Linked DNA regions of Zea mays: region 2 is linked to region 1. The links are chromatin contacts, called in public Hi-C maps. All regions are on one chromosome and are shown on one strand. The core of a region is the stretch at or near the end of the contact, and the rest is flanking DNA. Distances in the headings are between cores, read along the strand shown. Region 1 holds the start of LOC100193141. Region 2 holds the start of LOC100273346.

Region 1 (5,454 bases), core at 2,188-4,687:
TAGGACATTACATATTTACATTATTGTGGTCAACAGACCTGAATCATCTACCTATATGATACAGAAAGTAGGAACAGAATAGGTAAAATTGACAAACAGTTTAGAACTGGAAAGCAAATTACTCCCTCTAGGTCCAAATTATAGATAGTTCTGGACAAGGTTTGAGTCAAACTTATAAAACTTTAGCTACAAATAACCGTTTTGTTATTTAATTTTGAAACCTAATAGTCATATGCACCGATTTGTCTTAAAAATACTTTTACAAAAGTATAAATATATTAAGAGTTCATTTGTATTTTAACAAAAAAAATGGAACAATTGGATCTATACCATTAAAAGATCCAAACTTTAGATATATACCATGGACCCCACATGTCATTGACTCATGTGGACCCACATGTAAGTGAGATAGTAATGGTATGGATCCAAAGTGGTGATCTTTTAATGGTATGGATCCAAATTTCCCAAAAAAAATGGTCAAAGTTATATTTTGAAGACCATCTCTTGTCCTAAAAGACTTATAACTTGGACCTGGAGGGAGTAGTGACAAAAAACATGTCATCCACTAAATTGTTGCAGAAAGAGAAAAATTTCCACCCATTGCAGTGCGTAGAGTCATAAACACCCACCTGATATCAATGCACCGATGGATACGGCAGTATGTCTCGAAAATAAACAGTCGGGCATTTTCAAGGAACTCAGCTCTCAAAGGAACAGTGACAAAATTTCCCTCTTCAACGCGCTTGCCCAGGAAAGGATCATTCAGTATAACCTAGAAAAGTAGACATTAGAACATGATAATGTACATTAACAACTTTATAGCATATAACAATTATTATTGCTGATTTTTGGGAGGAATGGAGGATAATGCTATTGTCACAGCAAAGTCCAATGCGGAATTAGATTCAAGCATGTTGTGAGACCTAAAACCCTTAGCTCATTTAAGCTTCCCTATAAATAGGCTATTATTATACAGATTCCGCAGGATGACATCCCTGATGCATATGACACATCCAAAAAATAGGTAAACTTTGGATCATCAAGAATAAACCATTTTACTGGGCAACATTTAAACAATTGATGGTTAAGGATCATTTTACATAAGGTACATTTTGAAAAAAAACTTCGCCGTTCAAGGTTTTCCATATTTCAAGAAGCACACACGTGGGAAGTTTAACAAATTTCAGGCCTTGAAGATTGCAGAAAGCAGCCTCGAAGTTACCTGCTCACACTCCACGAGTTTCTGTTGAGCACCATCAAAATCATAGTTGACATATAAGCATTGCAGAAACTCAGTTATGGGATCCTTGTAGCTATGCTGCTCCTGCTGAATGACCTTAATCAACTCTTTAAGCATATTCCTTCTCCTTTTGTTAACAACAACTGCAGTAGCTAGGTATCTCAGAAGATGGTGAGCATTTGTCTGTATAGCATTCAAGTACCTGCAAGGGAAACAAATGAGTATGCAAATTTACTGGTATATTCTGAACATTTATAACATTAAACATCAATTCAAAGACAAAAAATAGTAGTGACATCATACTGGATTACAGTTATAAAAAAATTGAATCTGAATCAAACTCAGTTTTTTTTTTCTGGAGAAAGAAACGATTATAAAAACCTACTAGTGGAAAACAGTGTAGTTTTAGACTTCCATGTATACCACCTAATACATTTATGAGGAAGAACTCCAACTGAAATAAAGCATTCACTATTCACTAATTATTGAATCGAAATATCAATGTGCATCTAAACAAAAATAAGGAAATGTGGAAGTATATTTTAATATCTTGAGAACTGTTGATAATAAGTTGTTGCTTCCTAAACTACTATTGCCAGAATGCTACAAATCACAAATCATAATTTTATGTCAGCATACGACGAGTCTTGAGATTTTAACAGACAAACCTGTCCTGGAAGAACAGATCAATGATCCCATTTCTACCATTTTCATGGTTAAAGAAGATGAACAGAGCCCAATGCATCAGCCATATCCTGTTCTGGAGCTGATTCAGAGGTGATGAGAAGTTCTGCCAAAAGATAAGGAAGGAACAAGGTTACTAATATAACATATACAAAGAGCAAAGAACACACTACGAAACATTGATGGTAGAACCTTTGAATCAATTATTTCCTTCAAGCGGTTGAATTCCTCCAAAGCCACATCCCAGTTCTGCATTAGGATTTCTGCTGCTAGCTTTCCCCAGAGGGCACTCACACTTCGCTCAGTATCTGTGCACAAAGCACGATACTGGTACAGGTACTCAGCAGCCCAGGAGTAGTTACCACACTCAAACTGAAATTTGGCATACTGATACAGAGCTTCAATCTGGTCAGGACCAATCTGCATTGTTAAACAAGGATTTAGTTCGTTAGCATTTAGCACAGAAGAGGCTATAACAATAAAAGTGCACAGCTTCAACATTCCATCTGAATTTTGATCTTAGTTAATGTGCACTGTGCTTTCTCGACAGTGCTCCAGCGGCAAAAACTCTGACTCTGAATTGTCCCTTACTGCAGAGTTGAAAGAACATAGACTTCAACTAGGCTCAATTTGAAAGCACTTTTTGGACTATACGATACAAGGAAATCAACTACGATCCTAGGAAGAATTACATGTCTAGATTTTAGGACACCTGCTAGAATACATATAACATACTGAATTATGCATAGTACCAAATAAAGCATATCTCACAATGTACTTATGTGATCCTTAATGTGGGAGCTAAAGTCAGCAGTCAGCCAATTCAAGATTCCTCACAACATGACAACATACTGCAGAACTAGGACCAAATCACTTGTATGATAATGATATATGTAACCACATTTAGCAACGGTAAGATCGATTCACTATATGAGCAAATCCGTTTCAGGATTTTTAGTGACACACAAATCCATAGCTTCGTAACAACGTCTGAAAACGCTCCAAAACACGGAATTCCACCAACCTAACTAAATAAAGCACGCATATATATATCTTTAACAAAAACAAGGCAGAAGCAGACCTGGTATCTCTCCTGGAGCATGTGGATGTTGTACTGTTTGTCGGGCCTGAGCTCCTGCACGAGCTGCGGGTTCTGGAGGAAGGCGACGAGCGGGGCTGCGGCCTCGTCGAGCGACCTGAGCCTGGAGACGACCTCGGAGCGGCGCTTGACCATGTCCTCGGGAACGTCATCGGTGCCGTGGAGGGACTTGTGGATGTCCATGGCGTAGTCGACCATGTTGGTGCCGCTGAGGAGGCGGATCTTGGCCTCCAGGATCTCCGGCCTCGAGTAGAGCTGCCGCTCCTGGAGGAACTCCAGCAGCGGGAAGACCAGGTGCCGGTCCAGCTGCGCCGCCATCAGCGCCGTGAGGTCGTGGTCCGCCATGGCTGGTGCTTCAAGCTCTCTTAGCTGCCTCCCGCGTGCGGCTAGGATTAGGGTTCCTTTCGGGTTTGAGGGGGTGGGGAGCGGGGAGGAAGAAAGAGAGGAGGGCAAGGGAGTTATTTGTAGACATAGCCAAACGGGCCGCCCGGCCAGGCCCGGTCCAGGCCCGGGCCCGATGAAGCCAGGCTCGCTAGACACGGTTGGGAAAATGGGCCAGACCGTCTAAGTCCGCGAGCTCGATTTCTTGTCCGAGTCCGGCCCACAGCGGGTCTAAACGGGTCGAGCACGAAAAAACGGGGCGAAAGCGGGCCGATAAGTACGTTTTAGTGCAAAAAAGCGGGCTTAGAGGTAAACAGGTCATGCCGGACTAGCCTACCGTATCTAGTTTCCTGTCCGAGCCTGGTCCGCTTATTCGTGCCGGGCCAGCCCAGACCCTATATAACTGAGCCGTGTCGGGCTCAAATCGGGCCCAAATAGCGGACTTCGTGTCGGGCTCGCATACCTCGTGCTTATTGACCATCTATAGTTATTTGCCCATTCGCCATTATCAAATACGGGCTTCGCCCAAATGCCATCATAAAATTAGGTTTCGCCACTATGCCATTTTTAACCATCGTTCCACAAACAAAATTTAGAATTATACCAATCCAGTTCAGTGCCATTATCAAACTCGGTCTAAACGCTAAAATGCATTTTGTTGTTTAGGTTCTGTTTGGGAGAGCTTCACTTCAAGAATTTCAATTTTGTTCGAACTTCTTCAACCCAAACAGGTCCAGCTCCACGAGCTTTAGTTTTAAAAAAAATCGAAACTAGAGGCCCGTTTCATGAAATTCATGAAGCTCCATAGAGGGTGCTTCAAAAACACTGTTTTTATATCTCCTCATGAAGCTGTACGAAAATTACCCACCATGCCACTGGTTACGCAACATACAATTTCCGTTTTATCTGGCGACAACCCACTAATCATCAAGAGTAATCAAGGAAACCCACACAAATCAATTGTACTATAGAAGTTGGAGTCCATATACAAACCAAACGCTCCTGGAACTCACCTTAACAATTTGCTGGAGCTGTTTTATAGTAAAACTGGAAACCAAAGCTGAAGTTTTTGAAGTGAAGCTCTCCTAAATAGGGCCTTAATAAGATGAAAAATGATCAATTTCCCTAACTGTTGCCTCATGCCGTATAATAAACTTGCTCTCCTCTCTCCTCGCGCCATGGATCGCTCCGCCGCCGGCGTCTGCCATGGAGGACTTCGCACGCGCGGTGGAGGGCGGGGCTCAAGCTGTCGTAGCTCGTGCTCCCGGGAGGGGTGCCACTGCCGCGCCCGCCGACGGGGATGGAGCGCACTGCAGCCGCTGTGCTCCGCCGCCTGCGGCCCCGCTCGATGCGGCCATCGTGCCTGTGCTTCTCCTCCGCGGCGGCGACGACCACCACCTCGTCCTCCTCGCGGCGTACTCGCACTCTCGTAGAGGTGGCCACGGCTGGAGAAGACGACGAACGCAACCTTGGCACGGGAGCTGGGCTACGGCACGTGTCGTTCGCGAGGACGATGGCGGCCAACTCGGTCAGCACCGCGACGGCGAGGTAGACTGCGTTTGGTTGTAGAATGGAACGATACCTTGTTTGGTCAGAGTTAAAGATTAGCACAGCCTTAAAATTGAAACGCTGTTGTCCTGAAACCGAACGCATCTTTGCGCGACAGCAGGATGTCCTGACGTTCTTTATCGTCCCTCCAATTTTTAAGAGATAACTGAAACAACATTTTAATAATTCTGTCCCAACCTTTTAATCAAACAAATTTATTTGAAGAATCGTCTCATCTTTGTCTTATCCTATTATTGCAATCAAACATATGACTTGACGTTTTAAGGCCCCAGGCCCAAGCACAACGCAGCTCACGTTTTGAGCTCGTGTGTTTAACTGTTTACGCCGCGCAAAATTCTCGCAAAAGAAAGCAGCGGTGTGTCAGTGTCTGCAGTGGTTCTTATCTGCAGCTCTTTTTGCCGCCCGATAATGCGCGTTGCCGCCTCCCAGCTTCCCCTCCCCACCACCACCCCAGCCCGCCGGCGACGGCGAGCCTCGGCGC
Region 2 (5,537 bases), core at 2,852-5,351, 510 kb after region 1:
CGCCGCTTCAAGAACATAGATATGCACATGTAATAAACATTTAATGAATAGTTTGTGTTCCGTTGTAACGCACGAGTATCATACTAGTATAATATATATGCATGTATAGATATCATATCGGGTTGTTGGACGATTAATTTATTAATCACACCTGGTCTGAGGGAATTGAATATGCATGCCCGTTGGAATTGATTCCCAACTTCGCGAGCGTCTTCCTGTTACATATCGTTTGTTCTGAGTGGATGAATGGAAGAGTTTTCACGGTTTAGTTATGGTTCACTGTAAGGTCCTCCATGCGTTGACACATGAGACCCGCTTGTCAGTGGCTCATGAGTGGCCCATGAACTTGTCAAGTGGATTCACGAATTTTGAAAATATTTTTAGTTTCATGAACTTGTTAAGTGGCACACCGCAATGGTCGGTATAGTCTAAAAATGAACAAAAGATGCACCATTTTTACAAGTTCATAGACGTGTGGTACATCAATAAGCTTAAGGACATAGAAATGTGTTTTCAAAGTTCGTTAACGTAAGTGGCATCCCTTAATAAAGTTAGGGGACATCGATGCGTTTAACTCTTTTTTTACATCTCTCCTCTTTCTTGCAACCTCGATTGTACTGTCAGGTGTAGCTAGCCTCTCATACTCCTTAGGCTATCCCCATCGGTATAGGCATGCGGATGCAGATAATGCATCGTCCGCGGTAGCATGCGAGTGCACAAAAATTGAGAGAGAAATGTGTAGATATGCGTGATCAAGTGGCTAAGGGCTCATTTCGCGCGACCGAATCCATAATCTGTTGCAAACGTGAATACTCTCTCCGTTTTTTAGTTGTCGATGGATAGTTCAATTTTGCACTATCCAGCGACAACTAAAACGAAACGAAGTGAATAGTTGAATACCGTCACGCAAAATGCTCATCCGCGGTTGGATATGCGAGCTGCTAGGGTGGCATGGTGGCAAACAATGGACGCTGCATTTAGAGTCTGCTCCAGATTTACTTAAATTAGATTTAGTTTTATTTAGCTAAACATTTTTAGATCTAGCGCTACCAACTCTACTGTAGATCTACTTCATCAAAATAGTAGATCCATTTTAAATCCACCAAATTGATGTAGCAGCTCTCGAGGTATTCTATCAAATCTAAGCTTTGTGAAATTTAGAAGAAGAAAAAAACTAATATGCCACTCATTATACACATTTGCTCCAAATTGGTACATCCTTTCTTTAGTCGCTAATCCATGCTCTTCCCCACCATCGTCTCGTCTGTAGTGACTTTTGTAATACTGGCATCGACTACGACGGGCTTCGAAGAAATGGCATCGCCAAGAACGCAATTGACAAACTGGCATTATAATACTTACCTTCTTGAATGTTTGGCATCGATTGTGGTTGATCGTCATTTGTGAATTTTGCATTCCCTTCTTGCCCCTCCTGTCCCCCGTTGTCTTTACTCCCCACCGCCATACCTGTCAGCCAGTATCTGCAGGATCTCCGACTAGCCGAGGCCGTGGCTAGGTGAATAGCCTGAAGCTGATGCTCTTGAACGTCTTCACGATAGCTTCCAAGTCTGCACCAGACGCCAACAAGGTCTGGACGGCACAAGCGCTGTCGCAAAGGATGGCGTGGTGGAGGAGCGTCCAACCGAGGTGAGCGGCGGTCGACGTGAACCCACTATGGAGGAGCATGCACAAAATGGAGCCCGTGGACTTGTAGTACTCCACGGTGCACGCTGCTTCACAGATGTTGTGTATCTAAAGCAGATGGCGGATGAAAGCTCCCTTGTAGATTTTGGTGGTTTAGATAACGACATAATTAAAGGGTTGTCAGTTATATTAAGTGTTGAACAGGTGTTTAGTGTAAATCTCATAAAATTCAACATAGAAGATCAAGTGTGATGGTACAAAGACTGAAATGACTATGGATAATGGACATCACAAGTTAAGTTGAAGCATGAACATTGCTTATGTGGAACTTGGTGTGCATAACTTGGAGACAACTGGTCAAGCCAAGGATGGAGGTAAGAAGAACTTCAAACTTCGAGGTACCAAGTGTCCGGGAGAAGGTCAAGGAGACCGTGATACCTAAAGTCAGGGGTGAAGAAAAATAATTGCAAAGTCAAGGTTAATCGAGTTAAGAATAGTTGTGGTGCATCGAGGATCACAACTTAAGTACATGACTTACAACCAATGAGGTTATGTATATGGTTATGTGGTGTAAGTCATAAGGCTCAAGATCAAGCTCAAGCAGTAGGACAAGGTCACTAGAAAGAGAAGAAGTGTCAAAGATAGAACCTAGAAGCAAACCAAAAGAGCTAAGTTCACTTAGACGTTTAGTTCTGGTTATTCTTGCCTCCATCCAGGCAAGAAGCGACAAGAATGAAACCGACTAGCACCCCGTCGAGCAATTGAGCGAGCCAGGTAGGCCGGTCAGCTCCTGCCAAGCAACTGAGCGAGGCGGGCATGCCGACCATCTCCGCGCGAGCAACTCTGCGAGGCGGACGATCCAACCATCTCCCGCCGAGCAACTAAGCGTGGCTTAAACGTGAAGATCCACTTCGGGGCAGTACGTTTGTGGGCCCCAGCTCCACGACCCCCGTCACGCGTCTAACAGGCGCACGTTTGTACCCGATTAGCGTGAAAAACGAGGTAGACACTATTGACCCACACCAGCCACGATAAGATACGTTGCCCCCAAATACCACCCTGACTGACACCACGACACGCTAGGGGAGTTTCGGAGAGTCTCAACCAATGGTACGAGGTGTCATCATGTATGGCCGTTAACATTCCCCAACCCTGCAACATGGGACCAACCGAGTTCCACACAGAGAGCCTCAACAACAAAGTCTCTACGGTAGCCCACAAACGGGACGTGAAAGAGCAACCCGCCATATCGATCGTGCGCTTATGCACGTGTAAGAAGGCGACATCAGGGAAGCTACGTTAGAAGAACCCATATAGATAACAGGCTCCGCTTTACTTTAGACCACCCATCTCTTTGTAAGCCCTCTTGAACTATAAAAGGGCACGACTGTATGTTAACAAGGCAATAAAGAAGAGGTAGGAGCATTCTCTCTCATTCTCACACTTGCACCCTTTGTAACACGTTTTCAAGAGCATACAACTATCAACACTATACAAGACGTAGAGCGCGAGCCTGAATCAGTATAAAAACCTCTCGAGTCACTTGTTTTACCACTCGAAGTGAGTCTGCACTAGCCTCCCCCACCAAACACAAATTCTACTGTGTCCCCGGTTACCGAAACCACGACAACCCTATTTTACATTTTTGTCAAAAAATAGTGCACTCGATGAAGTGACTATTCTACACCCCACACTAGTGCCCTATCTTTATTTTCTACATCATTCTCAATATTTTCTTTACTAATAATATAATTCACTTCTAAAAATAAATGAATAAGGACTTAACTATTGGAGCGCAATTTGTTTTTAGTGCTCTAAACACTTTGAATGTTGTAGTATTTTAATTTTAGGGTACTATTTTGAGTCACTTTATTGGAGACGCTCTTAGGCTAGTTTGGAAACTCAATTTTCCTTCGAAATTAGAGGAGATTGAGGGTAAAATTAGTTCATTTCTCCTCAGTTTTCTCCAATATTGAAATAAGATTTGAGGTCCCAAACTAGCCCTTATACTCTGTTTGGATATCAATATTGAAGGGCATGGAATTGAACTGATCTCAATATCAATTCTGTCATGACATTAAAATGAGATGCAATTTTATTTCTATTGTTTGGATGTTATTTGATTGAAGTTTGGAATTGTACGGTATAATTCAACACAATACAGCGGGGTGATGCTATGTTCTAAGAGAGGAAGCTTTCAGTTATTGTTTGGTCCCCGATTCCAAATTTCAATCCCATATACAACCAAACAATATAATTTACTAGAAAATTTGTTTCCAATTCTCAATTGCGTGTTCCAAATTGGATATTAGAGAACTCACAAAAGTTTTGTGCCCGTGTAAATAAACATCTCAAATCAAATCAGGAAAAGAAACCAAAAAAAGGAAAAGGAAAATAACTTCCTCAACAAATCAGAGAAAAGCCCCGATTAGCGCCCACACATCACGCCCCTTTCACCGTTCACACTCAACTCCCTCGATTAGTAATAACAGGAAAACCATCCGCCGGAGGCCGGAGGGCAGATTCTCCACCACCGCCTCCACCCCGCCCTCACGACGCGAATCTGCGGCGAACCCCCCTCTCGTATTCCTTCTCGCCGCCCTGCCCCGAGCGCACCGTTTAGAGGCCGCCAGGCTCCGGCACCCCCGCCCGCCCGGGCTCGCCTGGGGTCGGGATGCCCTGCTGCCCGCCGTCGCTGCTCGGAGTCGGCCCACGGCTGCGCTCCTTCCTCCGCGACTACGACGCGCTCCAGTCCCTCGCCCTCGTACTCATCTACCTCCAGGTGCGCATTCCCCTGCCCTGTCGCCTCCGTTGGCCGGATCGGCCTGGCCCATTCCGCGGCTTACTTTTGCTCGTGTGCTCGCTGCCGCTCCTGCTATTAGCGCGTGTGATGTGAAACCTGGTCATGGTGTCAGGTTTGAGCGCGCTCTAGTGTTTCCTACCGCAGGGGGCGTTATTTTGGCTGCCCCAATTTTATCAGTAATTCTAATCGTTGAATGCGACGGGGAATTGTAGTTTGGTTGAATGCAGTCCAGAGAGGGCTCTTATTTTCTCTTTTAGGCGTGAGATCGCTTGATGCTTGGGTTTCGACCTAGTAGGCTTCTGGATGAAGCTTCAAGGTTCCCAGTTACGTTTAGAGATAACGCATAAGGTATCCCTTAGACATGATTATGTTGAATTAGCTATCAAGTTGGTGAAACAGTTAAGGGAAACCGGTCGGTTTACAATGTGATGATGCTTGGGTATGTTTAGCGTTTTACATAGTTAGCTCCGCTGAGTTCTTGTTTTTTGTTTGGTTGTCTTGATCATAATGTGACTTCAATTCTTATAATGTTGAAATGGACCTCATCCATTTGAATTTAACGAAGTTGTGGTATTCATACTCATAATTGCTTCATCATTTTTTTTTGTTTTAGATTGGTTGTGCACTGATCGGATCACTTGGGGCATTGTTCAATGGGGTTCTTGTGATCAACCTGGTGATTGGTCTATTTGCTGTTGTTGCAATTGAGAGCAGTAGCCAGAGACTTGGTCGGACATATGCTGTCCTTCTCTTCTTTGCTGTCGTCCTTGACGTTGCTTGGTTTATACTCTTCTCACATGCTATCTGGTATGTCTTCGGCAGCCACCATCTTTCAGCTTATTTACCCCAGTTTTTTTTTTCATTTGGTACATTGTGAATCTGGCACCTAGAAATGGATGTGATAATCTCTATACTTGTATGGTTATAATTGACTGATTTTTTGAGTGGGTTTATTTATTCATCTTTCACCATAGCATAATTATTTTTTTTCAAGACTATAATAATTGATCTGCCAATGACTTATCATGCAACGGCTACCTATTTGGGTCTCGACTTCTATTATCTCACTAGAGTCATTACTATGATTATT

The links. A called contact is a pair of places that touch in the nucleus more often than the background predicts.
Region 2: a contact with region 1 is called in a Hi-C map of leaf, with 6 times the contacts expected there. The contact joins the promoter of LOC100273346 here to the promoter of LOC100193141 in region 1. A contact is called at or near these places in 2 of 25 Hi-C or Micro-C datasets (leaf and tassel).

What each region holds. Positions count from the first base shown.
Region 1 is chr7:20,411,650-20,417,103 of Zm-B73-REFERENCE-NAM-5.0, forward strand. It overlaps LOC100193141, which reads right to left and starts at 3,438. Exons shown (of 7, transcript NM_001138299.1): 1 at 3,006-3,438; 2 at 2,117-2,344; 3 at 1,909-2,030; 4 at 1,223-1,442; 5 at 630-772. The coding sequence starts at 3,368. It overlaps LOC100284118 (KHG/KDPG aldolase), which reads left to right and starts at 5,326. Exons shown (of 9, transcript NM_001157015.1): 1 at 5,326-5,454. The coding sequence starts at 5,382.
Region 2 is chr7:20,917,038-20,922,574 of Zm-B73-REFERENCE-NAM-5.0, forward strand. It overlaps LOC100273346, which reads left to right and starts at 4,102. Exons shown (of 5, transcript NM_001147787.1): 1 at 4,102-4,426; 2 at 5,061-5,254. The coding sequence starts at 4,319.